Regions from separate parts of the Danio rerio genome. Here all the other regions are linked to region 1. The links are chromatin contacts, called in public Hi-C, HiCAR-type and HiChIP or PLAC-seq maps. All regions are on one chromosome and are shown on one strand. Each heading gives the region's core, a stretch centred on a gene start, on an enhancer-like site or on the middle of the called end of the contact. The rest is flanking DNA. Distances are from core to core; before and after follow the strand shown.

Region 1 (7,759 bases), core at 3,892-6,391:
TCCATTCTTTGAATTGTCAATAACATTAGCCTAGTTAAAAAGCAAATGTACAAAAAAATATTCAGCACTTTTGTTTGAAGGTAGTCAAGCTTTGTAAATATTTACATGATGTTCTTTGAGAAGACAGGAAAGTAACGTAAAGCAGCATTCAGTTTGACCAAACCACAATGACCAACATGGGATCCCTTTATTCTTGGTTTACAACAGTGGTCGGCCTTAACCAAGATCTTTCAAACACAAAGTTGACTCTAAACTACAAAGATTAAGCTAAAACACAAAATGAGAACCCTAAACATTCAACTTTTCCAAATAACTCGAATGCTATTAGATTTCAAAAGATTACGTCGAAGAAAAAATAAGATTAAACTTTTATGAGACTTAACAGACGTACCTTCATACAGCATAGCAAATATGCATCTGGAAACTAATGTTCTGGTTGATGACGGTGTTTAAAACAAAACAATGAAACTAAAATAGCAAAAACAACAAAAATATATTCGTTGTTGCCATTTGAGACTAAAATGCAGGTAAACAAAACCTTTACCTTCAACATATATTTGGCGCCTCCCTTCGGCAAGCAGATGGAATGACTGAGTAATGTTGTAAAATGTTGAATGGTAAAGTTGACACCAGGTTGACACACTCATTTTTTTTTTTTTTTTTTTTTTTTTTGCTTATTCAAACTACTCATTTAAAATAAGATGAAATAACACAATTCTTGAGATTTCATTGGGACAACTTAATCTTTTTATGTTCAATCCACATAAATTTGTTAAAAGTGCTACGTTAACTTAATCAATTTGTGTTGGGACAACTACATGAATAAATTGTGTGGAACTCTGCAGTTTTTACAGTGTGCCTAACTTACAACTGTTGTACAATACTAACAGTCCTGAGTGAGTAGAATATTTAATAAGTTAATTAACTTTTAAAAAGTATGAATGAATGAATGAATGAATGAATGAATGAATGAATGAATGAATGAATGAACGAATGAACGAACGAAACGGTGGCTCAGTGGTTAGCACTGTCGCCTCACAGCAAGAAGGTCGCTTGTTCAAGTCCCGGCTGGGTCAGTTGGCATTTCTGTGTGGAGTGTACATGTTCTCCCGGGTTTCCTCTGGGTGCTTCGGTTTCATCCCTCGTCCAAATACAAGTTAATTGAATAAATTAAATTGATCGTAGTGTATGTGTGTGATTGCAGGAGTGTATGGGTGGTTCCCAGTGTTGGATTGTGGCTGGAAGGTCATCCGCTGCGTAAAAAATTGTGCTGGATTAGTTGGCAGCTCCTTCCGCTGTGGTGACCCCTGATGAATAAAGGGACTAAGCCGAAAAGAAAATGAATGAATGAATGAATTAATTAATTAAACTGGCTGTAGTAGTGTATGTGTGTGAATGAGTATGGATGTTTTCCATTACTGGATTGCAGCTGGAAGGGCATCCGCTGTGTAAAACATATGCCGGATAAGTTGGCGGTTAATTCCGCTGTGGTGAGCCCTGATGAATAAAGGGACCAAACTGAAGGAAAATGAATGACTGAATAAATGAATTTATGAAAGAATCAATCAATAGGTTGTTATAGTATGTCTGAACATCTGGACTGAATCTAAGGTATATTATATACCACTAGATGGCGTTATCAGCATTGGCATTTGGTTGATTTTTAGCACAGACAGAAGGTACAGTCAGAGAAAGAGACAATGTTAATCAATTTCAAGAATCCATTTGGGGCATCCCTGATTTTTTATTTTAAATTAATGATTTATACTTTAAAGCTTCTATCATAATGTACAATGTACAAAATGTCTTTGCAGTAGACAGTATCAAGAGACAATATCTAATTCAAAACCCTGTATGACAGAGATGTATAAAAAGATACATGTTTGGGGTTATGCGAGACAATATATGGAACTAGCATCAACCGCAATTTTTTTTTCTATATATATACACCGCTCCTAGGTATATGTAAGTTTTTTTATGTGCTTTTTTGTGCTTTAAAGAAATCTGTGCTTTTGAATACAGCAGAGTATGAACAATTAAATATATTGTTTTAAACAAAGTTGGGGGGTTGGCAGAAACATATACCGGACTATACCTACTCGAGAATGCCTCCATTTAATTTTTTTTAAGGCAGCCTGCATGCATTTCAGTAGAGAAGTACATTCAGTACAGAAAAAAACAATAGAAATTTAAAGTAAATACTGTAGTGTTTTTAACCATTAAGTGAGTGATTTAATCTGTTGAGGTCATATGGTAACACAACTATAGAAATACAAACGAATTACCCAATATAGGAGTCTACAACTATAGGGTATATTATATTACAATACACCACAGTTTACTGTTGTAAAACCTTGAGTATGCAGTTTGCTGTAATACATCCATTATTGTAATATTGTTTCATGTGGGGGTGACACAGTGACTCAGTGGTTAGAATTGTCGTCTCATAGCAAGAATGTTGCTGGTTCGATTCCCCGCTGTGTCAGTTGGCATTTCTCTGTGAAGTTTGCATGTTCTCAACGTGTTCGCGTGGGTTTCCTCTGGGTGCTCTGGTTTCCCCCACAGTCCAAAGACATGCGGTACAGGTGAATTGAATAAACTAAACTGGCTGCAGTGTATGTGTGTGAATGAGTGTGTATGGATGTTTCCCAGAACTGGGTTGCAGCTGGAAGGGCATCCGCTGCGTAAAACATATGCTGGAATAGTTGGTGGTTCATTCCGGTGTAGCAATCCACACCGGAATGTCCATTCATCTGTCCATCCATCTGTCCATTCAGCATAGCCTCCTACCAAATGTCTTTCAGTAGTACTAGTACACCCACATTAGAAACAAATACTATAATAATTTACATTAAATACTTTAATGATTTTTGTACCATATTACAGTAAAGCAGGCTAGTTTAGTTAATCTGTAATTTAATTATTACTATAATTTATTACATTTAAAATACTTTAATTGTATTAATGATTACATTTTTTTTACATTTTATAATGAACATCTGACAATAAAAAACATAATCCCATTTATAACACACAAAAATACATTTTGCCTTGATTAGCTTGCTGAAGGTATCTTCTGCAATGGTCGCTATCCATCAAATGACTGTATTTATTTATTTATTTTTTTCATCTGATTCGATCAAAACATTTAATTGAAAAAAATTTCAGTTTGCTTTTTTGTAGATCAACAGTTAAAAAACAAAAGCTATGTTGAATTAAAAATGACAATCTCTGTTAAGTCACAAAATTCCCCATTATTCTCCCACTCTTCTCAGATGGGATGGAGGGCTAAAAAATAGCCTTTGGGCCCTAGTTTGGGCATCTCTGGTGTAGAAAGAGTGTTTGTTATCCTAATACAAGAAGAAGTTATATTTGCACACATATAGATTTATGTGCAATATGTGCATTTTTTACCGTTTTACCTGTACAAATTAATTACAGATATTTGTATAATTTATAAAATATTTATATTTACAAATATATGAATATATAGGAGCAGCATGATGCTCAGGGGTTAGCACTGTCGTCTCACAACAAGAAGGTCGCTGGTTTGAGCCCTGGCTGGGTCAGTTGTCGATTCTGTGTGGAGTCTGCATGTTCTCCCCGAGGTGTGGGTTTCCTCCAGGTGCCCCGGTTTCCCCCACAATCCAAACAAAACTAAATTGGCCTTAGTGTATGTGTCTGAATGCATGGTGTTTCCAAGTGCTGGGTTGCAGATGGAAGGACATTGATAAGTTGGCGGTTCATTCCGCTGTTGTGACCCCTGATGAACAAAGGGACTAAGCCGAAGGAAAATGAATATATAGATACATGAAATCAGAACTGCTTGTAATTCATAGGCCTATGGATATATAGCTGTTTAAAAAGTATAGAGTCAGATTTATCTTAAATTAGCTGCTAGATAGACCCATTAATTGATCAATTCATTCATTCAACATAAAAAAAATTCACACAAAATCCAATGGACTTATAAGAATATAGTTTTTACCTAGCATTCACTGACACCCATCAAGTTTTTTAATAGTGAAAAAGATTTTTGGAATATTTTTATTTTATTTAGAACTTTATGATTGGTTCTTACCCCCTTTTTCCACTAGATGTCGTTGTATTGTGTTTATCGTTTGAAAAAAAAAAAACATTTTCTGAAAAAAAAAAAAACATTTAAACCAGACTGATGGTTTTATTGGTTGAAAACCAGTTGACCTCTCAGCTAAACCACGTGAGCATTATACCAGCATGGGCAGGGAGACCGTCTTGAACCAGCTGGCAGCTAAATCCAGCAATAGGCTTGTTTAAACGATTAGCTATATTGTTTATTATCTCTAACATTGACAGTGTGGTAGTTTAAACTGTTATATTATTTATCATCTCTTAAACTGTTATATTGTTTATCATCTCTTAAACTGTTATATTGTTTATCATCTCTAACATTAGCAGTGTGGTAGTTTTAACTGTTATATTGTTTTTAATCTCTTATCATTGGCAGTAGTTTAAACTGTTTTTCATCTGGATCACTGGCAGTGTGGTTAGATTTTCTGATCTGCAATGCTGGACTGCATAACTTACAAACCATAAAACTTTAAGGGTTTTTAGTTTGTCTGATTGAATAATCTTATAATTTACCCTAATTCAAATAAACTGCAGTAGGCTATCACATACATTTGCTGAAAGAAATGTTAAATTAATAAATCAAAAATATTTATTTAATTTAAATAATCATAAAAAAAGATTTTAAATTTAATAAAATAAATCACAAGTTTTCCACAACTTATTATTTATGTTTAGTGAAGTCTTTCAAAAAGTAATAGCCTTTAGTTAAAAAATGTCTTGACTTAAAATGGTGCTGAATCTATAAAGAAAAAAAATGTTTTAAATTTGCAATAACCCACTATTTCTAGTTTACCAGCTGTTATCTCAACAAAGCTGTTCTTAGATTTATTTACAACCACATTAACCGTACTCAAGCAACGGTTTAGCAAATCTCCAGTGAAACTTGAAAACAAACTCTTCTTAAGCCTCGACTACCTTTGGTTTGATGTAACCCGGCCCATCTGGTGAAGAGAGTGGCCCAAACTCAGAGAACTGGGGGGAGAAGTGGAGACTGGAGACAGAGGAGGGCAGATCGGATTGAAAACAAATCACGCCAACAGATCTCCCACCGCACATCACAACTGTCGACTTCACAAACTTGCTTGGGGTGAATTTCTGCAGTGTTGACTGCTAAATTACTTTTTAATGTGAGTAACTACAGTCTTTTGAAGTATCGTGTGTGATGGATCGTCAAAGTTTGCGAGATGCAACTGTAGCGCTTCGTCGTCCGCGAGTGATGTAGTTTTTCATGAACGCCGTTGCTTTGATTCCGAATAAATCGCTGATGGAGTTTCGTGACAGAGTCCAAGCCACTTTCTGCAGTTTTGTTTTGAGCACAATTTCGCTGTTTTTCGGATGCACGCTGGACAACTGAGCAACTGACGAACTTTACATCATCCAAGAAGGTAAATGCTCTACGTTTCTTTTGTTCTTATATACTTTTAGCTCTACTGTCCACAGTGTGCACGATCCTCCATTGGAGGACAGTATTAACTATTCATTTATATTGTTCAATTGTTTCATTTGCCGCGACATTAACGTTAGCGCGTTAGTATAGGAATGTGACAAAGTTCATGCCGACGAAAAGTTGTTGTTGTACATCACTTTTCATCACTTTGTGGTATATACTTTGGGATTTTTGACAATTTCAAACTTTTCTCAAGTGTCCCAGGTAGGGATGTGAGTCGTAAAGATTCTGGCGAGTCTGTTTCTGATTCGAATTCCGCTTAGCGATTCCTGTCCATTTGGAGCTGGTAAAGATTCGTTTAACGTTAGTATTTTACTAAAGAAATAGCTGAATAGTTGTTTATCTTGTTCTCATCAGTATTTTGCTTAATGGCGATCATTTTAATCCTCAACATATATGAAATAAGACTGTTAAAGGAATGTTTATAGACTTTTCTGTTGTTCAGATTTTACCGCTTCAACAAAACGCAATGTGTTTATTTATCGCGGCATACGAGCATTCACGTAGAAACTACTGTTAAGTTTCCTAAACATAACTTATTAACAGTTTATATTCTACACTTAAAAAGAAGAAATAGCTTGTAGTTCAAAAAAGTGATTTAGATTCTTTCAGTAAACGACTCATTCACATCAAACCTCAAGTATCGCGTTGTATGCTTTTGAATCACTTAAAAGAACCGACTCAGAAGAGTCATTCCATCAGCAATCAGTCCACTCTTTTCGCGCCCAAAAAGAACCGGTTCTTCCCAAAAGAACCGGTTCACAAGAATCGTTGGCTATGTGGGAAAGTATTACACATCATTGTAGAACGCTGACAAAATCGTCTTGTTAACCTGCTTCATGAAAATAATTTAATGGTTGTACAGGAAAAAAAACTATTTTGAATTGAATAACAGTCTGGTTACCTTTAAAGATTGTCGATATGTAAATGTAAAAGGGCACAGTTTGTACAACTAAGCTGAAAAGTTCCCAAGTTTTTTTTTTAAATATGCATGTCTTTAATTTTACTAAAAGCAGTTTAACTAATTAGAGATAGTGTTATGTTTTCTGGGCTTTTCTTTGGTTTTTCTGTTAAAAAAAAAAAAAGCTCAAACAACTACTTGTCAGTAACTCTATATAAAATCTTGTAGTAAATCTAAACTATTATGTAAATTTAGTTTTGTGTGTTTAAAGGATTGGCTAAAAAAAGTGCGCCAAGAGTGTGCCTTGTTTTCCTGAAAAACAGAAAAGTGTGTGCATGTGTTAAATTTAATGTGATGCCCAGTTGAGAGCATTAGCATAAGAATAAAAGGTCTTAGTGAATTTCCCATTGTGTAGAATGAGAAGCGCCAGCAGTCAGAGGCAGAGCGAGTGAAAGGATTCAAAAAGAAGAAAAAAATGATGGCCTATTCAGATTATTCAGCCTGGTTTGGGCTACGGTCATCAGCTTCTGAAACATGGGTCGACCGTGTCACTTTCATCTTCCTTTCCTGCTGCTTTGCACATTTTCACACATTTCCCTCTTGTCCTGCTGCCTAAATCATGGCCGCTCAGCCTTGGAATTCCGCGGGAGATTTTAACAAACACTCATAAAGGGGGACCTTGAATGACATTGCACATGCATTAGACAAGGACAAGACAAGACAATGCAATTACTTTTTAAAATGAGTTTCCTATATTAAAAATACAATATAATTTACTTTTTAAATCATTATAAGGTTTTTGAGTATTTAAATGCAGTTATTGTGATATCTTGTTAGTGTTTTTTTTTTTTTTTAATCTGCTTATCTTACACCCCAAAGTATGCTTTATTTTTTACTCATGTCTTTTTTTACTTATTCAAAACATGCTTCACACATCCTCACTAAAAAAGATTCATCCCTTTTTTGTGAGTGTTTTTTTTTCTCTTCAAATTTTGAGCAATAAAACCTACAGTTGCAGCAGGTAGCTTTTAACACCCTCACACGTGCAATTGTCATGGTGAGTGTCCATTGTTTTGTCTTCAGTCGTGTTCTGTTGTTCTTGTTGCATCTCATCAGTTTCTTTTACAGCTGAAACAACACCCCGCCTCAGGGATTTTTATAGTGCAAAAAACAGTGGTTACAAAAATCAGGCTGCATGCATTATGCTCATACTTATTTGATGATGACATTTCCATCATGTACAGTGCTCAGCACATATAAATACACCCCTCACATATCTATCTTTTAAATTCACGTTTTTA
Region 2 (7,759 bases), core at 3,925-6,424, 180 kb after region 1:
CTAGAAAAAACCTGTTTTACAGCATTGTAATGTCACTGCATTGATTTTCTTTACATTAATAAGCACTTCAACACTGTTGCCAGATTGTATTCTCACCCAACATCCATCCATGCATTCAATAGACAAATGACTATAAAGAAAGGAAAAAAGATGTCTAATTGAAGAAATGAGATCTGTGAGAAAGCAGAAATCAAACCAGACCTTTTGACAGCTGAGATGGGGGAAACTTTTGTAAAATGATGAATCATTCTTGTTGTTTTTTTCCAGATTACAGCAGCATTTCTGATTTGATAAATCACATGAAAAACACTTTTGTGTCGCCACCAGTTCCACAAGACCAGGTAAACATGAGACAATAGATACAAAGTTCAACTGTATTGTGTTTGTATTCATTCTCACTGATCATTTAAGGATGACGATTAAGGAGTCTAAGCAATAGACCTACTCTATTACTGTATTAGATTTTGACCGGATATAGTCTACATTTGGTATCAGTGGGTCTGGCATTACAGGAGGGTAATAACTTGTGAAAAATTTATTTTTGTACATGGAAAGTTAAATTTTGAATATTGTCTCTTAAAACAGCCTCAACAATTAAAAAAAGTAAAGTGAATCTCTAAATGCTTTTTTATTTAAGGTGTCCATTGATAATATATTCTGATTTCTTATAGACTTTAACTTTTGACTATTATTATACGACTGATTAATTTTCTCTTGCTATTTAGACATCACAACACACCTAAAATAAACAAGAACTAAAGCTTTGGACAGACACGCACAGATACGTCATGACCCATTGATTATGACACACATCCTGTGTGGATATGCAGCTTTTTTTTTTTTTTTTTTTTAATAAAAGAATGTGAATGCTGCTTTATCATTTTCCCAGTATATCTGATGCTCTATACCAGGGATTGACTCAGTGACTCAGAATTAAAGACTGACATCATCTTTGAGATTGCCAAAAAACTATTCTAAGTTTAAACTTTTATAATAACCTGTCATCATTATTTATTTATTTTCGTGATGGAAGTGTGAATAGGTATTTCAAAAATTTTGTATTTAAATTAGTTTATTTATTTATAGACTGGTGGATGGTATTTGTCGACCCAATCTGGCAACACAGGCGCTTTTTTATAATTGTCTTGCTTGACTGCCCTAGTCAGTTTTATTTGAAATTGTGCCCAGGAGATTTTTCTGAATTTTGCTTTCTCTGTTATATAAACGTGTTAAGGGTTTTTATAACGACATGAGGGTGAGTAGCCTGATTCTGAATTATGACAAATTACATTTCTGCATAAACTGTAAACAACTTATAAAACACTGCAAAGAACGTCACGTCATAATGAATTTATTTTAAAGGACATGGTCGTTTAAGCTACTTGATGTATAACTATATAATTTTGTGACAGAACTTCTAACAATTTAATTCATAGATTCACACCTGCTACTGACTTTATCTAACAAAGTTGTTTGGAGCCATTCTTGGCGCAAGCATGAAATTCATTAACACTCACTCAGTAACTCAAAATATTCAGTAACTCTCTAAATTCTTTTGTGGGAAAGAAAGTAAATTCAAATTTGATTTTTTAGCGTTTTCGAAAGCCTGGTCCTGAAGAGATCCTTACCTCTGATAGAGATGATGGAGCACCAGATGGCGCGATCGTCACAGAAAATGAGCCCCATGCTATCCTGACGACGTTACTTGGTGGGTAAAAGTGGACTTTACAGGCTTTCGTAATCATGAATTATCATTACAAATCATAACAAACGTACTTTATCATTATTGTAACCGTAACAGATCTTTGATAGTGTTGTTGAATTGCTTAGAACTAGTTAATCTTCTCAAAAGTTTGTGTCGTGAATCTATAAGAGTACTTGTGGATACATTGCTTCAGATGATGAGACAGTTCAGAGCCCTGGGCCACCACAGTAGAGTGAAATTTAAATCAGTAAATATGATATGATATGATAAGATAAGATATGATGTGAGAACTGTTGCAACTTGCAAATGTGTCCTGGGGTTTTGAGTGGTTACTCTTGACGTGACAAGCTGCATAAGGCAGATGACTTTTTGCTGTAGAGCTATAATTTAAAGATGTCAGCAGTGTGGGAGTTGTGTGTGTGTGTGTGTGTGTGGTGAAAAAGAGGACTTCGGGATTGCATTTAGCAGTTCCCCTATTTTCTGCAGTTATTTTTTTTTTCAATACAATTAGCTGACCAATGTATTTGTTTGCTTTTTGTTTTTGAAAGGAGTCCCATAAAAGCCATATTGGTTTGGTTGTATGGGACTCCAAATATAAAGTTTTTGTCTGTATCTGAAAAAAAAAACACAATTGTGAGTTATAATAAATACATGTTGATAATACACAAGCAGTCTTTCAGTGATGCTTATGGGGTGTTGCTCTAGAAAGGGTTAGTAAAAAGCAGAGAAAAATCATTATACTCACTACAAACATTAACATTGGCCACACCCTTTGAGACAAACTTATAATTATGTAGCTTTGCTGTCCTAAATGATTTAGTTGAAAATAACAAAGAGGACCTTTAAACTTGGCCACCATATCTAGATCAGTCTGCTTCTTAAATATCTTTACAGTGATTTTTATGTGACTTTAATCAGATCTTCCCAAAATCCTCCTTAATTGCTTTATGATACAACAGTAAAAAAAAGTTTATTATATATAACATTATATATAATGCTTTGTGCAATAGACTTTGTGTTTAATTATTTATTGCCCAATTACATAACACTGTAGATTTTTCTGGTCTGGAGGTCTGTACAGCTCTACAAATGCAAATTTCTTATCTACGCAAACACTGAAACTAAACAAAATGCCTCTAAAGTTTTTACACTAGCTGTAGAGATTTGTAGATACTGCAATTTTCACACTCTTGTTTTTTTTTTTTTTTTTTTTGAGACGGGACAAAGTTAAACAAGGAGACTTTGCCACCAGACAGAACACACTGTATGCAAGCCTATATGCTTTAACTCAATTTTGATCAAATGTGTTGGCACTTGGTCTTTGTATGTCAAAGCTAGTCAGACCTCAGCAAGGTTACATTTATTAAAAAACATAGAGTAATAATATGAAATAATATTAACATTTTAAAGTAGCCTAATTAAAAATATACACTACCGGTCAGAAGTTTGGGGTCAGTAGGGTTTTTAATTGTTTCATGTTTTATTTATTTAAAGAAAATTATTCTGTTTATTAAGGTGGCATTTATTAAATTACCATTAGTTTATTTAATTACCATTCACAATGATTATATTGATAATAATTACAATAATGATAATTATAAGAGTGATTTCTGAAGGATCATGTGACTCTGAAGACTGGAGTAATAAAGCTGAAAATTAATCTTTAAAATCACTAAACTACTATAATCAATAAACTACTTTTTAACAGTTTTTTTTATAGTGCAACAACATTTCACAATTTTACAATTTGTACTGTGTTTTCGATCAAATAAATGCAGCCTTGGTGAGCAGGATAAGCTTATTTTAAAACATTTAAAAACCTACAGACCCCAAACTTTTGACTGGGAATGTATATATTAAAATAATGCATTTCTGTAATGGTGCATCAGTTAAGCAGCCAGTTTAGGAGTCATTCTAATATATTGGTTTAGTGCTCAAGAAATAGTACCTTAATAATAATATCCTTATTAATTTGTGTAAACCATATGTTTTTTTTTTCATAATGATTAGATGAATAAAAGAACAACATTTAGCTGTTGAGGAAGTTTTTGTAACGATGTTTCAATTTTATTGTCCTCTCATAAGTTAATTATTTGATTGTTTTCTTCTTAATAACTCATCCTCATTTGCGAAACATTTTAACTGATGAACAATTAGCAATAAGCTAAAAATGCCCAAAGTAGTGTCCGCAGGCCAAAATTGGCCCATTGTAACCTTTTATTTGGCTCACAATCCCACCTGAGGAGAGCGAGTATGATGGAGAGGGTTGAGAAAACTCTGTGCTGTCTTTAACACAGAGATCATCATTTCTAATTTAATGTAACTTTTTTGTTTGTTTTATTGCTGAGCTACAAAAAAAAAATAAAAATGAAATCAAATGTTTCAATTAAATGTTGAATCTGAATTATATAAAATGTAAATACTGTCACTCGACGGATAAAGGACTATGCGAAGACATGAGCATATCAAGGCAAAAACTACTGTAATTCTGTTATAAATGAGATTATTTAGTTTTTTACTGTAAGAAATTAAAAATGTTTATTTACATTATAAAATGTGAAAAATAAAATACTGTATTAGACAATATAAAGTATGATTTTTAGACATTTGTAAAAATTCATTTTTTTTTTTCGCCTTTGTCCCTTTATTAACCAGGTGTCGCCACAGCAGAATTAACCGCCAACTTATCCAGCATAAGTTTTACGCAGCGGATCCCCTTCCAGCCGCAACACAACATTGGGAAACACCCATACACACTCTTTCACACACATACACTATGCCAGTTTAGCTTATTCAATTCCCCTATAACGCATGCCTTTGGGGGAAACCAGAGCATCCAGAGGAAATCCATACTAACACAGGGAGAACATGCAAACTCCACACAGAAATGCCAACTGGCCCAGCTGGGGCTTGAACCGGCGACCTTCTTGCTGTGAGGCGATTATGCTACCCACTGTGCCACCATGATGCCCTCATTTGTAAACATTATTAAATTAGGAAATTACCATGTCTTGTTCAAGGTTGGCTCTTGGCATTTCATAAGAAAAAAGTTTGGTCCCCTGAGCTGAAGTAACCGTTATTTACTTTATCTGACCACCAGTAGTTCCGTTAGATGCTGAATGACTCCGCCTGTTGCAGAGGGAAGTGAGAGCTGCACGGGTTTAGGGCACTTTTATCACAATAACAACCCAAAAAGACTGAAATACAACTCGGCGAAAATACATTTGATTGGAATTATACCGAAGTCAAAACTTGTCCTTTGCTAATTGACATCTGCAGCGCGTTATATATTAACAGTTTAGGAGTAGGAAGCTCCCGCATAAACCGTATAATCTGATGCATGTGTTTCGGGTCTCGTGTCACTTCGACCCGCCCGGTCTGGGATTGCTATTCTTTGTCATGAAGTAATATATTAACCTGGGAAAGTTTAGCAGCAGCTTTAACATAAGCGTGAGGCGGACGACTTTTTAGTCTCTGTGGAGGGACGGACTTGGCCGCGTGTTCAGGAATCCACTCGTTGAGTGTCCAAGTACACACTTGGATTCATTGAAGAGATGGGGAAAATGAAGGGTAACTGTTTTTATGCATCAGTTGCTATTATTTTATGTTGCAGTGTTTCTGTCTTCTCAATCGTTAAATTGTCTGCTGGACGTGTCTGTTTTTTTACATTTTGGCACAAATCGACTTTTTATGCAACGTTTTCAATGTATACAACTGTTGTGAGGGTCAATGTTAAGGTTTAAACTATTTCTACGACGCGCACATGTCACGTTTTTAATAATGTCAACAGCAAAATTTGATGTACTGCAAAATAAGCGATGAGTTCGACAAGATTGTAAACTGTGGCGCCTGTGGGAAAAACAATGTTGTTGAGTTCCTTACAGACTTGCGTGCAGTGAGGCAGGGGCTTTTCAACCAACTGCCTAAACAAATATAGTTGCGCTGCTGGTTTCTGTTGGCTAGAGTGAAGCTGGCTGTAGACACAGATATAGTGATGAATTATGGTCGACAATATTGAGTTTATATTGAAATTTACCGAATTCCAAAATAAACTTTTGTATTAACTAATTCTCTCTTATTGTCTCATTTTAACTGTTTTAGACAAAGATGTTGATGCAGAGAAATATGAAAAAGCACAGCGCTCACCGGTGAGTTCAACTTTTTTTATTGGAAAGTGCAATAAACGTTGTGAAATATGGGGTATTTGCTAAAGACAGAACAGTTAGGCCCGGAGTAGAATATTGTGAATGTTCAAATGTTAGATGACATAAAGTAAGGCTATAATTTTATGGTGTAAACAGAGTATATATATATAAAAAAAAATTGTTGTTATTATTATTTTTTTTAATTAAAAATATATAACCGATTACTCAAGATTGATTTATTATTATTTATTGAAATCAGTTTGTGATTTTATGTAAGAATTTTCATATTAATGAATAAATGCCAATAAAATGTTAGAATAAATGTAAGAATAAAATGCCAGTTTTAAAATAATATTGGACATTGCATTGTTTTCATTTCAGATAATATTTAGCTTTCATAGTTTAAGGCATTTTATAGGTATATGTTTATATTAATAAGAATTATATTAAGATTACGATCTTACATAATTGTATGCATATAGAAATATATATGCATTCACATTTGTCTTTTTTCTGATAATAGTTTAATTAAATTATTGTAAATTGTAAACAATGTTTTAAATTAACAATTGCTTGTTGTTGTTTTAATTACCGGCTTTAGTTCACCATGATATGTAAAACATACATTTCTCCTCTTGACCTAATTGTTGTTATAAAATATAGCTGATGTTATATGACACACAGTATTACAGAAACAAAGCATTTGACCATTTTGTCACTTGTGGAATCTTTGTCCTGAGTACTTGTAAATGTATGACTTGTAGTACCTTTTAAAACTAACATTTGTATTGAATGGGGAAAAAAATGATTATTTCAACAAAAACTGTACATGTCTATTTGTTTTTTTTTGTGCACAGAAATTATGTGGGACTAACTACCCAGTTAGCATTGCCTTCATTGTGGTCAATGAGTTCTGTGAAAGATTCTCTTACTATGGAATGAAAGGTAATGAAAAAGGCATTTAAAAGCATTATATACTGTATAAACTTGTATGTGGTCTGAAATTGTCTTTTAGGTTAAAGGTCGATCTTGATTTAGTGGAATGTCTGTCCTTTGCAGTTGATTTCCAGTTTTTAATTTTTATTTGTGTAATGCTAGCTGTATTATATTTTATGCCAAATAAACATACTTAAATGTAATACTAAGTGCATACATATAAAAAAAGAAAAACGCATTGTTCCATGACTTTAATACAAAATTAAATTGCAAAATTAATATTTTTCATTTTTTTACAGTGTATCTGAACTTTGTTACTTATGATGAGAGAATTCAGTTGCATTTTATTGACCAGTTGTTGATCTGTGTAATCTGACATGAGTCTGTTAATGTTGTATTAATATATGGATCTTCTTTTTTTAAGCGGTGCTGACGCTTTACTTCATGAACTACCTGCATTGGGACAAGAATCTGTCTACAGCTATTTACCATGCATTCTCGGGCCTGTGTTACTTCACTCCACTTCTGGGGGCCTTGATAGCAGACTCATGGTTGGGGAAGTTCAAGTAAGTATTGTTCTTAAAGGGGTAGCAAAAAAAAGAAAATTCTGTCATAATTTATTCCCATTTTACTTGTTCGAAAACTTTTTTTTTCTCTGTTGAACACAAAAGAAGATATTTTGAATGGTGGAAACCTGTAACAATTCACATGCATAGTAGTAAAAACAAATAGTGTAAAAATCAGTGGTTAAATGTTTCCAGCTTGCTTCCAAATATTTTCTTTTTTATTCCTAATCTGTTTTTGAAAGAGTTAGTTAAAGATGATAGGTAATTAACTATCCCTTTAAAAGGAAAAATATGAGAAGACTGATGCTTTATTTATTTATTTATTTATTTATTTATTTATTTTATTTTTTTACTTTATTTTTATTTTTTTGCAGAACCATCATCTATCTATCTATTGTGTATGTGAT
Region 3 (7,759 bases), core at 2,422-4,921, 180 kb before region 1:
TCAAAGTATGCTTTAATAAGTGATGAATTACATAATAAATATGTAATCCATTTGCAACAATTAAAAATGTGTTCTAGTGCTAATTTGACTTAAAACCCATATCGGTAAAAACCTACATTGCATAGTTATGTTTATTATTTCTAAAATATAACTAATAGCAGGATGTAAAACGTGAGTACTAAATTGATAGCATGTTTGTATTAAATTACATGTTGTAATAAATAACTGCAATTGGTTCGGCTGTGAAAATAATTCCAAATTTAATTAATAAAAATAAAAGTAAGCTGCTCTTATAGATAATTTTTAACCTGGACATACTTTTCTATATGGATGTAGTGTTTTTTATTACCACTTGAGGGCGACAAAGATTGTCACTTAAAACAATATAGTTATGTTGACTTCTGACAATGCAGGGAACTACTACACCAAATCGTATTGTGTTGCTTTTCAAACTATCTCACAAACTTTGGATAATCTACACATTTTCTCTGTATTTTAATCAATACTGCTATCAGTATATCAACTAATTTGAGGGGAGACTAACTGTAGGCTAACCTCGGGCCTGTGGCCAGGGGGACTTCGGGTTTTCGCGAAAGACATACAATTGAGCCATACTATGCCATCATACATGTGAAAATAACCCACTAAAGAAGGCTTGGGATTTCTCTGTTGGCTATTGCTTCAGCTCATCAGTTTTGACCAATGCAAACAATTATTTTTCACCAGTCCAATATCCAGCTGTGTGGGGAAACATGCAACATTTGTGTTTTAATTTTTTTATTATTAAAATGGCCAAATTCTGACTGAGGACAGTGACTGAGGTGCTGGCCAGTTTGTTATTTGCCTAATAAATGACAGCTGGCTACAGTTTTTAATTTTAAACTTTAACAGATTCCTTATAAAAAAAACTATATATTGTAATAATTATGTATATATGATGTAATGATTTGTATTTTAAAAAATAGAATAAAAATTCTTTATTCTAAATCTTTAGGAAATGTGTTTGGTACATCAAAAAGTGTGGTTATGATGACAATTAATGTAGCAAAAAAAAAAATGTGTTAAAAATGTCACGATAAACGCAGTATTTAAACCTCATAATTTAATAGAAAATGTGGCACACACACACACACACATTTCAAATATTTATTCATTCATTTCCTTTTCGACTTAGTCCCTTTATTAATCTGGGGTTGGTGCCGCGGAATGAACCACCAACTTATCCAGCACATGTTTTATGTTTTACGTAGCGGATGCCCTTCTAGCCGCAACCCAACACTGGGAAACACCTATGCACTCTTGCATTCACACTCATACACTACGACCAATTTAGCTTATTCAATTCACCTTTGCGCATGTCTTTGGACTGTGGGGGAAACCGGAGCACCCGGAGGAAACCCACACGAACACAGGGAGAACATGCAAACTCTACACAGGAATGCCAACTGACCCAGCTGAGGCTCTAACTGACCAGAGACCTTCTTGCTGTGAGGAAATCGTGCTATCCACTGCTCTACCATGACGCCCCACATTTCAAATAAATTTCAAGCATTTATTATAAACAATACATTATTTAATAAAATAATATGGTAAGATTCAAATAAAAAAGTGTAAGCATGATAATATACCTAAACACAATTTTACACATTTTAGCATTCTAATAATTACAAAATCTATGACTATTATTTTTTTGTGTTTTTACTTATTTTTTATTATTACTTTTTTGCATTCATCCTTGTGTCTTTTACTGCTGCACATTTTATGTCTGTAAAGTTCCTTGAGATGCTACTTTTAAAAGCTCTATATGAAAAATAAATTATGTTATTATAAAATAACACTTTTTTAAATACCACTTATATTTTTTTAAATATATAATTATTTTGTATAAAGATTTTAAAAATAAACTACTCAAAATCCATAAAAATACATAAGAAAAAAAAACTCAAAATGAATACAAAATCACATTAAAATTGATAGGCTACAGTTTAAAATGATGGCCCATAAGCATTTCCTGCTTTTTATTAAACTATATAATTGTAACAAGAGGGAACCATAATTTAAAGTTAAAACAGCTATCATAACATTATTTATTGATATGTGACTCTTTTTTTTCTCGTGGAGGATATCAATTAAATTAAAAATGTAAAACAGGAAATATATAGAGACCATTGTTTTTCTTTACATCCCTCAAAATGGTCTATATATACACACACACACAAAGACACACACACTGTATATACAGTTGAAGTCAGAATTATTAGCCCCCTTTTGATTTTTATTTTCTTTTTTAAATATTTCCCAAATGATGTTTAACAGAGCAATGACATTTTTACAGTATGTCTGATAATATTTTTTTCTTCTGAAGAAAGTCTTATTTGTTTTATTTCGGCTAGAATAAAAGTAGTTATTAATTTTTTTAAAACATTTTTGGGACAAAATTATTAGCCCCTTTAAGCTAATTCTTTTTTGGATAGTCTACAGAACAAACCATCATCATACAATAATTTGACTAATTACCCTAACCTGCCTAGTGCACCTTATTACCCTAGTTAAGCTTTTAAATGTCACTTTAAGCTGTATAGAAGTGTCTTGAAAAATTTCAAGTAAAATATTATTTACTGTCATCATGACAAAGACAAAATACATCTGTTATTAGAAATAAGTTTTTAAAACTATTATGCTTAGGAATGTGCTGAAACAATCTTCCCTCCATTAAACAGAAATTGAGGAAAAAAATAAACAGGGGCGCTAATAATACAGGGGGCTAATAATTCTGACTTCAACTGTATATGAAGAAATCAAATGTAAAAACCTCTAAATGCCATCTAAAATTTTTTCTTTTATTTTAGTTAATGTTTTATGTCAGTTATTTCACTTTTAAGGTAATGAAGAAAACTTATTTGGCACTATGTACAATTACTGAGCCTACACACAGGAGTCGGAGAAAAATGCTTATTTTAGAAGGTTTTTGCATTCAAACTGTAAATATATTTATATGCAGTTATTTGTACAGTATAGAAAACTTTTCTATTTACTGTGTTAAAGCGATGAAACAATAGATGGCGCTATATTACCGACAGAAAAATGACCATTATAGTTCTCCTATCAGCAATACATAACCCTATTAAACAGAAATAAACGGCTGTATTGATAAACAAAATAAATGCACACTTGAGAAAATGTATTAAAACATGTTTCAGCAGTTTAAAACGCGTAGGCTATGCATTATTTAGAAAACATATTTCAGTAACTCCTATGTGGGTGACAATATAATCTTCATCAAACGATACGTTTTTATTACTATAACTTAAAATAATGACAACATATAGTAATAACCACATCATAAAATGACTTAAAAGGTCAGTCTAGTGATACACAGATTGTGCTTCAATGCATTGTTCTGTTGTGCGAAAGAAGCGGATTTCTGTCTCATTATACGCCAAACACTAAAGTCTTGTAACGTTACTTTTCCAAGTGAAAAAAAAAGTTGATGTGCGATGCTGTTACGTGTCACACGCAGAGATATCCAGCGGTCATGAGCGCTCTTTAACCTGCTCGAGCTCATAATATCTGGCGTCCAGTTGGTCGAGCGTCCCACGTGGTTTGAAGTATAAAAAGTTTCAGCGCGGTGCTGTATTGTCGTGATTATTACACGAGAGAAAAGACCAAAGGACAACATCCCTCCTGAGGCTGAAGAAACGCGCAAGAACTCGCAACACTACATTACTAAAAGAAGAGGAGCACGAAACAACTCGAATTCGGTGGACAGACAAACGGTGAATCGTTCTCTTCAAGCAAGATTTTGTTTTTGACCACACTGAATTTTAAAGGAATAGCAATCGGTTTGTTTTGACTCTTCACACATCAGTTAGTCCTGTACCTTGATGATGAGGAGACATTTTCGCGCTTTTTAACTCGAGGACTGACATTTTCGCGACAAGATTTCGCTATTATCAATGCGTTTACCGGACGATACTATGAACTCTTTCTATGAACGTCTCACAAAAATGACCGCGAGCCTAATAATGAACGGACATCTGTCAAAGGAGGTTGCTGGAAGTACAACTCAGTCCTGTTTATAGTTTATTTTAACTGTAGGAGTTCATGAACTGATTTGTTTGTTGTATGGACACGATATTTATGAAAATGAGCGTTTCCATCCTCTCTGTAACCTGTTTGATGGCTTGCCTGCTCTCGGTTCAGTGTAGTAGTCTGGGAGCGGAGACCGGCTCCCAGGAGTCTCAGTGTGTGTCTTGTGGACTCGGGCATCAGGAAGATTCGGGGAGAATGGACACAGACTTTCTGGAAGCGGTTAAAAGGCACATATTGAACCGACTGCAGATGAGAGAGAGACCAAATATCACTCATCCCATTCCCAAAGCCGCCATGGTAACGGCGCTGCGCAAACTTCACGCGGGTAAAGTTAGGGAGGACGGCAGGGTTGAGATCCCCAACTTAGATGGACACGCTGCCCACAACGAGGTGCAAGAAGAAACGTCGGAAATCATCAGTTTTGCCGAATCAGGTGTGTATGAAAAGCTTATTACATGACAGAGTGTATACCTTTTTAGTTACATAATAATTAACGTACATTTTAGCACATCTCGTATTTTGGGACAATCTGTAATGTTTAATTCACTTGCAAATTATATAATATAACGTTTATCTATAACATATCTAATTATTTAAATATCTTGAATTCATGCGGATATTTTAAGGGGTGGAGGCTAATAACCACTAAAGTTTTCGGGATTTATCACATTTGCAAATAATACAATTTAAAAGTACAGGTCAAATGATCTGTCCTTAAAGTATTAGTAATGGTGTCAGTAAATGGCGACCTGGTTGTGGGTCTTTAGTAAGCCATGACATCTCATGGGTCTGTTCCAAAAACCCGTCTATGCCTTCATACACAGCATCCTAACAGAGATGGGACCTATATACACGTGATAGACTTTGTATGAGGTACCATCTAAAAGTAATTATAACTCACTGATTTATCTGTATTTACAATATATTGTTTTGTGTTTGAGTAAAATGCCATTTTGGTTTTATTCTGAAAACGACTGAAGAATTTCTTCCAAATCTATTATAAGCATTTAAAGACTTTTTTGTTGCTCAAAATAGCAAAAAGGACGCCACAATTGCATTATTCAGACATGTATATTCACTTCAAAGCAAAACCACACAAATGGGCTAATTTTTATTAGATATTAGATATTATTAAATCAAAACAATTTTTTGACCAATTATCATTTTCAGAAAATAAGGCTCTAAAAAGACAACATTTTTATTTGAAATTTGGAAAAGTTCATAGATCTTATACAGATCTCAGATCTAATAAATCTTGTGAATCCAGAGAAACAGAGTATTCAGTTGGTCTCTGTATATCTATCCCTCATAAAGAGCAATTAACTATGATATTTTATGATATATTAATTATGATGCATTTCAATTCTACCTCAAAGGCAGCTGACTTAGCTTGGCTTGGAATAGTCCAAAAAAGTACACTTTTTCCACGGAAAAGTTGTTGCTATGCTACATGACGTTACAGTATAGAATCTTACTGTAAACAAATTAAAATGACATTACAGTGGAGTGCTTTACAACACAAGTGTTGTGATTTTTTACAGTGAGTTTTGGAGGGTTAATGAGACATGCATCCTTCATCTTCTAAAACTTCTATGATGTAACCGGAGCAATTAGAATACATGACCCTCTCAAAACATACAATTAGATAGATATGCTGACAGAAAATAATGAGTAGTCTGTCAAATTATGACCTGCGATAGGTGGGTGTTGAGGCAATTAAAATACTAGACCAGGAACGGGAACGCCAAGAGAACATCAAAAACATGGCAATCAAAGTATTACAGATAATTTGTTAATAAGAGGGCAAGAACAGTTTCACGCCTTTTTGCCTTATTAACAGACAATATAGCCATAAAAACTTTTGTTAAAAGTAATAAAAATAGACACCTTTTATTTAGGAAGCATACATTTATTACAATACATTCTTACTGAAGTAGTAAGTATTTTAAAAATACTTATGCAGTAACCCTGAATGCCTGAACAAGTCATGGAAATTCATTAGTCAACAAGGGTGGAAACCCTGTAACTAGCACAACTACCCATTAGTTCCAGGGCAAGGTGATGAAGCATTGGATTTCTTTCTATGAGCCAGTTTATCAGCTGTAGATTTGTGGTTTGGTCTAATTTGTATGCTACATTCTGCTGCTAAGTGTCAAAAAGTTAACCTTTATTATATATGTAATTTATGTCATTATTAGATCAAATACAAAATTTGCATGTGCAAACTAACATCAATAGAAGAATAACAGTAGAATTTATGTAGACTATAATCATTTATCATAACCATTCCAATATCTCAGTTTGACACCACTCATTTAAGCTTGTAAAACTGGCTTCTTTATCTTCCTGTCGCACACACCGTGCAGCACAATTAGCTTGGACATTATCCGAACTTCTTGCTCCAATAAGAAGGATCTGAACACACTCATGACAGCGCAACAAAAGAAGGCAATTATTGAGAGAGTACTGTGCGTTCTTGCTAAACCCAATATGTCAACATTGTGAACAAAAACAACAAAAGAAAACAAAAGAAATCACTCAGAATAATGCATGAGACATTTGAGTCGTTGTGGGTGACAGAGGCAGGGGTGGGGGGGATGGCCTTCTTATATCCTACTCTGAAAATGCATTTCAAATATCAAAGCTCTCAGGCCTCTTTGCAGTGTCCCCTATTATTCACGACACCTTTGAACCACCGAGCAGCAATGCATCTTGAAACTGGCTCTCGGAACCCCCATCTGCCTCAAGGCCAGCTGGCGCTAACCCCTTAAGTGAAGGCTGCCAGCCAGGGCATAGCATTAGGACAACCTTAGATCCATTCTGCTCAGAGGTACAAAAAGAGGAATGTGTGAGGTATGCAATGGTAAAATCACTGCAGCTGCAGGCAATTGGGTTGCCTCACGTGTTGCATGCTCTACCCTGCTGTTATGTGGTATGACTGCAAGCCAGAAGGTGGCTCCGATCTCGCTCCACGCTTTAGGAGAGCAATAAGAAGAGGGCTGCCAAGGTACAGGAGAGGATGGCTGCCAGTTTCAGGGCTCTATTGACACTGTCCTATGGGCCATTTCAGAAGTATTTGGTGTCCCGTAGCCACAGGAGCGGAGCGCTAGATGCTCGCTTCTCATTTGTCACCGTAACCATTCGGACTCGCTGAACTCTTCAGGTCCAGTTCAACGTGGGGTATTAAGACTTCATTATTAGACGTTATTCAGCATGGCACAGTGTCCATAAGGTCAAAGAGCCAAACTGATCTCTTTAGAAAATCTTTGTTTTTTGACATTTGATCCCAGCAAGGAAATTAGAGCTGTAGCGCTATCTGATTGGCAGACGGTCAAAATCTAATCAGGCAGCATGCCATGGTCTTGATCTTATTGATCTTCGACAAGCAGTTCGCATTAAGCATTTAAAGCATGAGTGCAATCTTCAGTGAAACAGAAACAAAACGAACTCAAACGTTTGCTTGCCCTTGCTCTTGTTTGACAGTTAAAATATACCTAGGACGTGGTGTGGATTTGTGTTGTTGTTTTGTTTTGGATATAGAGCGATTTTAAACTTGTTGGTTGTGAAGTAATTCTGATGGAGCAGAGAGATGGGGTTTTGTTATGCTGCCACAACAGCATCTTGTCTCTCTATTTGCACAGGAGAGTGAAGACTGGACAAAGCCTTA
Region 4 (7,759 bases), core at 2,776-5,275, 150 kb after region 1:
ATGTACAGTAAGCTTGAATAGCAAAGAGTTAAGAAATGAAATAAGTTGTTGACGTGTGCATTTCTCATCCTACAGCACATCAGTAATGACCACATCCATGGAGAGAAGAAGGAGTTTGTGTGTCGATGGGTGGAGTGCTCTCGAGAACAGAAGCCTTTCAAGGCCCAGTACATGCTTGTGGTCCACATGCGTCGACACACTGGGGAGAAGCCCCATAAGTGCACAGTAAGTGACACACCACTGCTTCATTTTACTCTTAAATACACACATTACCTCACCTCTCCCTATTAAAAAATAAAAACACACACCTACATGCAAGCATCTATTTCTACAGCCACAATAAGAGCTTTACAGCTTGTCTCGCCTTTTAACAGAACACCTGATTTTAAACAGGACACGTTTTTCTTGGCTACATTTGTTATCTTAAAACATCATGAAGGCACGCTGATCTGCTGTCTTTGGTTTTCAGCCTCAAAGTCAAGTTTAGTGGCATGAGATCCTATTAAAAAGTGAACTTCTGAGCGTGCTGATTGACAGGATGAAGATATAATTAAAGTCTGAGGAGAGGAAGGCGCCATGGGCCTTTATTAAATTTTACTGAAGTTTCCACACACACACACACACACCGTCAGTATAAATATATCTATACAAAGCCTATAGACTCATGCAGAGGCACCTGTGATGTTTAGCACTTTTCATGCTTATCTATTGTGATCTGTTTTTCCTCAGTGGCTGGTGGATTATGCAGAAGTGAAACTATTATGAATAAGAAACTGCAGTAATTCATTAAACAGAAGAATGATCATAATAACTGATGGCATGATGCTATCTTAAAGGAATAGTTCACCCGTTATTATTGTCATGAATGTTTTTTGACCACTTTTTCAGTGTAACAAAATGAATTTGTCATTTAAAATTTCCTGAAAGTATTTCAGCATATTTTCAGTATTACAGCAGCGTACGGTGGCCGAGAAAGCTTAACATGCTGCAATTTAAGAAAGCACATGAAATTACAAAAAACACCAGCAAATTAAGAACCGTTTTGCAACATGTTGCAAATTCTCACAACACAAACAACTGAAGAAACGCGCAGCAATTGGTCACAACACAAACATTAATTAAACGCACTGCATTTCACACAACATAACAGAAATGTTTCAAGGAGACCCTAATACGTGCACTGCAAAAAAGGATTTTCTTACTTAGATTTCTTGTCTTGTTTCTAGTCCAAATATCTAAAAATTCTTTAATCAAGAAGAACTTTCTAGACAAGCAAAACATGTGGTCTTGTTTTCAGGAATAATATGTCAAAATTAAGTGAGTTTATCCTTAAAACAAGCAAAATAACCTGCCAATGGGGTAAGCAAAATAATCTTATGCCAAGAGGAAAAACAAGATTATTTTGCTTGTCTAGAAAATTCTTCTTGATTCAAGAATTTTTAGATATTTGGACTTGAAACAAGACAAGAAATCAAAGTAAGAAAATAATTTTTTGCAGTGTGACCTGGTTATAGAGGGTATGGTTATATAGGCTAATAAACTATTCAAAGATCTCCTACATCTTCAGCGGCGTTCGTCACGTTGGTGTTGTCCCCTTGAAACATTTCCATTGTGTTTCTTTCTTTTTGTGTTGTGTGAAATGCAGCTTGTTTTATTAATGTTTGTAATGGGTGAAATGGGACGCGTTTTTAATGTGTTTGCATAGTGAGGATTTGAAGCTGGTGTGCTGTCAAACTAGGGATAATCTTTTCGTAATTTGCTGGTGTTTTTTGTATTTGTGTGTGTTATCTTAAATTGCTGCACGGCAAGCTCTCTCAGCCACTGTAGCAGCCTTATCTATATTGTATGACATTATAGGGTGCATTCACACCTGTATATCGATTGTTTTGTTTCGAATCGGAGATTAAAATTGTTGCACTTTGCTGTTGGTGCAAATCGCTTTCACATTGCAAAGTTTCTAAAGAGACCAAAATAGCTAAAACAAGTCACGTGCGAGTAAACTCTCTTCACATTGGTTAGAGTTTTACGGTTTATTTTACTGCTTTGTCCTGCTCAGCTGTCACGCATCCTTATTTTTATTTATGACAATGAGCAATAAGACATTATAAGCAAAAATCTGCACTTTAATTTTGAATGGTGACACCTACAGACCCCCAAATATAAATCAGATGTAAAACTTTCGCATACATAGCCATTGGCTAGAATTATGCATTTTCTAACCAATAAACAGCTCTCATTGATGGTTCAGCATGCTTTCACTTTCGTATTTGATATGAAACGCACATTTACCGGTAGGTATGACATCCCGCCCTACTCATCGTTCTCTCGTCATATAGCCTTATATGGCTATTACATATTCATTATATACTGTGATATAGCCAGGTTCGTCAGTTCATTTTATCTCTTTGCTTTCTCACTACAATTGATCCGCTCCAGAGTTCGTTTCAATCAAGCCGAGACCACCTTATTCAGGTGATCTCAGACCGATTGTTTTGGCAAGGATCCGAGCACGATGGCTGGATTTACATATGCCAAGCAAACTGCGATAACAGGGAAAACACGGCAGGTTCCTCGACAAAAGTCTCGGTGTGAAAGCACTCTTAATGTCAAATTCAAAAAGTGATACTGTAGTTGAGGCCAAGACGTGTTATAAAACTAAACTAAATTGGTCTCATGACAATCATGTTTTGTGTTATTAAGTTGTCTTGATAATGTCCGATTGTCATGACAAAGACTTTTTGATTTTTTTTTTTTGTTGGTCAAGTTGTCATAATAAAGACATCTCAAATGATGTCATCATTGCATTTAAAGGTCCAGTGAAATTAAAATAACATTTTTAGATGTTAATATCAGTATGTTGGTTTTCAAGGAAATCTATAAGCTAGTGTTATACAAAACAATAACAAAATTCACATATAGGAGATATAAAACCGATATAAACATGTAAAGCTTTTAGTTTTCCGCCTAAATGGATCAATGTTTTTTTTTTTTCCTCATCAAATGTTGACCAATCAAATGCTCTCTAGTATCTGACATGTCCCGCCAACTTCAACACATTTGCTTTTCATTTGATGTGCTTGAACTCGACCACTCTCACAGGCAAAGCGGTGATAAAACATGCTATTGGCTGCTTTTTTGAAAAGGGGATGAGCTACTCTGTCATCGAATAAAAAAGCACTTTACAGGACCTTTAAAATGACAGAACTGAGATAAATTTGACATAAGCGTGCATAGAATCTCATTCATATTCGTGACATGTGCCACCTTATGCACATCCCCTTCAAGCATCCCCTTCCTAATTGTTATACTTTTTTTATTACAGTGATGAGAAATGTCTCAGAAATAGATTTTATTATGATTTAAATATTGCCAAGAAACTGTCTCAAAAAGGGGTCCATTGTGTTTTAAGTGAAGTATAATTGTGTATTTTACATTTTATGTGTGAAACATAACCCAGACACTTCTTGACAGGTTTTATGAGCTTCATTTATGAAGTTGTTTGATTTTGGCTTCAGATTGATGAGAAGCGACGTGACGTCTTTTCTGTTTCTCTCACTCCCGCCATCTAGTTTGAAGGTTGCTCGAAGGCTTATTCTCGACTGGAAAATCTCAAAACTCACTTGAGGTCCCACACAGGGGAGAAACCTTACGTATGCGAGCACGAGGGCTGCAACAAGGCTTTTTCCAACGCTTCAGACCGGGCCAAGCACCAGAACCGCACGCACTCCAATGAGGTTTGAGCTTTCAACATCTGTTTGCTGATGTGCATTTTGCTTCCCATCTCGTAGATACTGGGACCGAGAGATTTGATTTAAATCCGATTTGATTGCACTCTGAAAGCTATCTGTCACTTCTTTGCAGAAACCATATGTGTGTAAGATCCCAGGTTGCACAAAACGTTATACAGACCCCAGTTCACTCAGGAAGCATGTGAAGACTGTTCACGGGCCAGAAGCACATGTCACTAAGAAGCAGCGCGGCGATGCACCGCCGAAACCTCACCCCCCTAAAGGGAATGGAGAAAATGAGGCCCACACAAAGCATGTGAGGGGGAGAACAGATGGGTCAGGAGAGGCCAACAGCACCACCAGAGGCGTGGAGGACTGCCAACATGTCAAGACGATCAAGACTGAAAACACAGTGGTAAGAAGAGGCTGTTTTGTTCTGAACATGCGATTACATCACTGTTGAGATGTTCTGTCAGATTTGTTGACTTGAATCGGTATTAACGGTAACCACAAGTTCCTAGTTTTGTTTTGTTTTGGGGGAGTTTCTTCAATGCGAGAGAAGCTGAAGCAGAATACCTTTGGTTATTGTTGTAGTGTATGTTATTGAACTATCAAAATCATTCAAGTCTATCAAATCCATTCAACAAAGCTTTTATGTGGTCAAGCAACATATTCTGTTCCGTGCTGATGCTATTTTAAGTTGATGATGCTCTTTAACCTGTTTATGTGCAGATTGTGTAGACTATAAAATGCTTTTAATGCAGAATTCAAACTAATGTACTAACCATTTCCTCATCTAATACACTAACCCTTTCCTTTCTTCTCAACTAACTTGCTTCTCTTTGAAAATAATGGACAGACTGTACTGAGGTGAGCAACATGGACTGGTGTCTTTTTATGCATGGCAATATAAGTGTTTTCGAAACCCAACGTCAATGTGGGATTAATTGCTAAAGATTCAATCTAACAATACAACTAGTGCTATGATAGAGGCCAACAGTGCTTCTGCTATAACAGTATGTGTCCTGTGGTTGTTGTTAAAAGCGCATTGTTTGTAGGACTAAAAAATTATTATGTTTAATGCCCAATCTGTTTCAAGTGTCATAGGAATATTTAAATATGTTCCTCAGTATGTGCGTAAGCTCTGTAGGTGCACAATGAGCTAGAAATTAATAGCTACAAGTAAGAAAAACAAGAAAATTTCATTTTGCATGATTATTTTCACCCTAAATGCATAGTTCACTCAAAAATAAATATTTCTCACCATTTATTCACACTCAAGTGGTTCTAAATTTTTATGTATTTCATTCGTCTGGCGAACACAAAACAAGATATTCTGAAGAATGTTGAGAAAAAGCAGCCATTAACATCTACAAAAAAATACTACGGAAGTCACTTACAATGATTTTTTTCAACAATATATCAGTGTTCAACAGAATAAATAAACTCAAACATATTTTAAACAAGCGGAGGATGGGTAAATGGTGACAGTTTTCATTTTTGGGTAAACTCTCCCTTTACCTCTGCAAATTTACTGAGATTCAGTGAGAAAATTTCAGTGGAATTGACATTTTCTCATTCATTTTTCTTTGTAGATGTATCAGTCCAGCCCTGGTGGTCAGTCGTCATGTAGCAGTGAGCCATCGCCACTTGGCAGTGCCACCAACAATGACAGTGGAGTAGAGATGGCCATGCACAGTGGAGGCAGTTTGGGGGACCTAAGTGCTTTAGATGACACACCTGTAGTCGATTCTACCGGTTCTCCAGGTACTTCTGCTGGAGTTGGTCTCCAGCTGCGTAAAAACAGGGCGGGACTACTACAGCTTGAGCACATCAAGAAGGAAAAACTAAAAACTGTACGAGACTCCTGCTCCTGGGCAAATGCACCACCTCAAGTCCGAAATACCAAGCTGCCTCCAATACCCTCTATTGGTAAGTATTTATAACTTTAGTGTAGTGATGCCCAATCCTGTTCTTGGAGATCTACCTTCCTGCAGATTTCGGTTCTAATCCTAATCAAACACAACTAAACCAACTAAGTAGGATCTGACAGAAAGGCTTGGTAATTACTGACAAGTGTGTTTAATCAAGGTTTCAGCAGAACTCTGCAGGTAGGTAGATCTCCAGGAACAGGACTGGACAACCCTGCTTTAGTGGTTGGGATTCAAGTTTGCATTCTCAGAAATTAACATTACTCTCATTACTCTTTGTTTTAGACTCACTGCTGGACGCTCCAAATATAGGGACTCAAATGTCTGTACCTCCAACCCAGCATTTAGGAGACTTGTCTTCATATGAGATGACAATGCTTAATCAGCTACATGAGCGCAGAGATAGCTCCACCAGCACAATGAGCTCAGCATATATAAGCCGTCGGTCCTCTGGCATTTCACCTTGCTACTCCAGTCGTCGCTCAAGTGAGGCTTCGCAATTTGGAGTCCGCAACAACAATGTCAGCTCAGCAGACTCCTATGACCCGATCTCCACAGATCTGTCACGTCGTTCCAGTGAAGCAAGCCAATGTGGTGGTACAGGTGGGCTCCCAAGTTTACTAAATCTCACACCAGCTCAACACTACAGTCTTAAGGCGAAATATGCTGCAGCCACTGGGGGTGCACCACCAACACCTCTGCCCAACATGGATCGCATGAGCCTTAAAACTAGAATGGCCATGTACAATGACTCGCAGGACAGTTCAGCACATTTGCACCATGCCCAAGGTGTAGTCAACTCAAGACGCTGCAGCGACACTGGGTACGGTGCCCCTGGCATAATGCCTCATGAAGTTCCGGCCAATCTTCCACGACGAGCAAGCGATCCTGTTCGTCGTACAACTCTTGACCCACTCTCCTTGCCAAGAGTTCAGCGGTTCAACAGCATCAGCAACATGAACCTATCACGTCTGCCTGCATATGATCGACGTGCTTTCAACATGCAGAACAACACTTGGTCTGATGGAAGCTTGCACCGTCATCCCTTCAGCCAAAGGCCACCTAGCATATCAGAGAACATTTTAATGGAAAATATGGCCACTGATGGAGGAGATCAACAAGGGGATGATTTGGTGCTTCCCGATGACATGGTACAGTACCTCAGGTCCCAGAATGGTAACTCAAATCACGATTCTGGGATTTCTGTCAATGGCGGTCATGCTCTAGAGTTCCATGGTAATATGACCTCCCAACAACAACAGTTCTATGGGCAACGCAGAATGGGCATGGCAAGCATCAATGGAAGTCACGTAGAGCCTGTTCCAGAACAAATAGCTGATCCGCAGGGCATGAACAAAAACAACATGCCTGTGCAGTGGAATGAGGTCAGTTCTGGTTCTGCAGATGCAGTTTCAAGGGTTCCAAAGCAACAGCAACAACAACTCAGAGGGAACTTGACAGTTGTTCAGCAGAAGCAGAACTTTGGCTCTTATCAAGGATTTGGATCAAACCAGCAGATTGTACCAATGAGCCAGAATCTGGCTAGTCTACAGCAGGCTTATCCACAGAGAAACATCCAGAGGATGAACACTGTCCAGCAGTATCGCCAGTCCATTTCCAATCCATGTCAGAATATCGGTGAGCAAGTAAACCGGCAGGACCTTAGTTACAATTCCAATCAACGCCTAATATGCAATAGCATGGGCCCACCCAATGGGAGAGTGGTGCAAAACCAGGAGCTCCAGAATTATAGATCAAACTTGATGCATATGAATAACATCAATCAGCAAAATTACGTTCCTCTAACTCAGACAGCTATTCAGAATGCAGGCAGAGGACTGATACAGCCCAGACCTCCGTCCGAACCCAAACCATTGAATAGGCAACACTCAGGTTCAGGTATGGTTCAGCCAAACGGTTGCTCCCTGTCCAATGTCAACTCCTCAGAAGCTAGCCCAAAGAGACCAGGTGAAGTCGGTCAACACAGCAATGGGAATGGCACTATGTACTATTCAGGAGAGATCCATATGTTGGACAACGGCATTGATTATGGTTCTCCCATGTCTCCGTGCACAAACCAAGCCCCTGTTGCTTCTGTGT

The links. A called contact is a pair of places that touch in the nucleus more often than the background predicts. HiCAR-type assays count read pairs that join an accessible place to other places. HiChIP or PLAC-seq counts read pairs in DNA pulled down with a chosen protein or histone mark.
Region 2: a contact with region 1 is called in a Hi-C map of hematopoietic stem cells, with 2.4 times the contacts expected there. The contact joins the promoter of slc15a2 here to the promoter of gli2a in region 1. A contact is called at or near these places in 8 of 18 Hi-C or Micro-C datasets (caudal fin, embryo, fibroblasts and 3 more) and 3 of 4 datasets of contacts at active chromatin or transcription factors (caudal fin, embryo and gastrula embryo).
Region 3: a contact with region 1 is called in a HiCAR-type map of caudal fin, with 10 times the contacts expected there. The contact joins the promoter of inhbb here to the promoter of gli2a in region 1. A contact is called at or near these places in 10 of 18 Hi-C or Micro-C datasets (caudal fin, embryo, fibroblasts and 3 more) and 3 of 4 datasets of contacts at active chromatin or transcription factors (caudal fin, embryo and gastrula embryo).
Region 4: a contact with region 1 is called in an H3K4me3 HiChIP or PLAC-seq map of gastrula embryo, with 3 times the contacts expected there. The contact joins the enhancer-like site here to the promoter of gli2a in region 1. A contact is called at or near these places in 4 of 18 Hi-C or Micro-C datasets (embryo, fibroblasts and an unstated tissue) and 3 of 4 datasets of contacts at active chromatin or transcription factors (caudal fin, embryo and gastrula embryo).

The regions. Positions count from the first base shown.
Region 1 is chr9:38,847,147-38,854,905 of GRCz12tu, forward strand. It overlaps gli2a (GLI family zinc finger 2a), which reads left to right and starts at 5,142. Exons shown (of 14, transcript NM_130967.1): 1 at 5,142-5,495. It overlaps LOC141376175 (a long non-coding RNA gene), which reads right to left and starts at 572. Exons shown (of 7, transcript XR_012385557.1): 1 at 392-572.
Region 2 is chr9:39,025,831-39,033,589 of GRCz12tu, forward strand. It overlaps slc15a2 (solute carrier family 15 member 2), which reads left to right and starts at 5,175. Exons shown (of 23, transcript NM_001039828.1): 1 at 5,175-5,275; 2 at 5,807-5,853; 3 at 6,708-6,795; 4 at 7,211-7,352; 5 at 7,727-7,759. The coding sequence starts at 5,260.
Region 3 is chr9:38,673,534-38,681,292 of GRCz12tu, forward strand. It overlaps inhbb (inhibin subunit beta B), which reads left to right and starts at 3,672. Exons shown (of 2, transcript NM_131068.2): 1 at 3,672-4,525. The coding sequence starts at 4,126.
Region 4 is chr9:38,998,251-39,006,009 of GRCz12tu, forward strand. It overlaps gli2a (GLI family zinc finger 2a), which reads left to right. Exons shown (of 14, transcript NM_130967.1): 10 at 76-225; 11 at 3,570-3,734; 12 at 3,862-4,143; 13 at 5,324-5,660; 14 at 5,945-7,759. Among named protein-coding and RNA genes, the nearest start is that of slc15a2, 29 kb to the right of the region's middle. Within about 2 kb of position 4,026, at least 5 of the 62 cell types and tissues checked have an H3K27ac peak or open chromatin away from gene starts, as enhancers often do.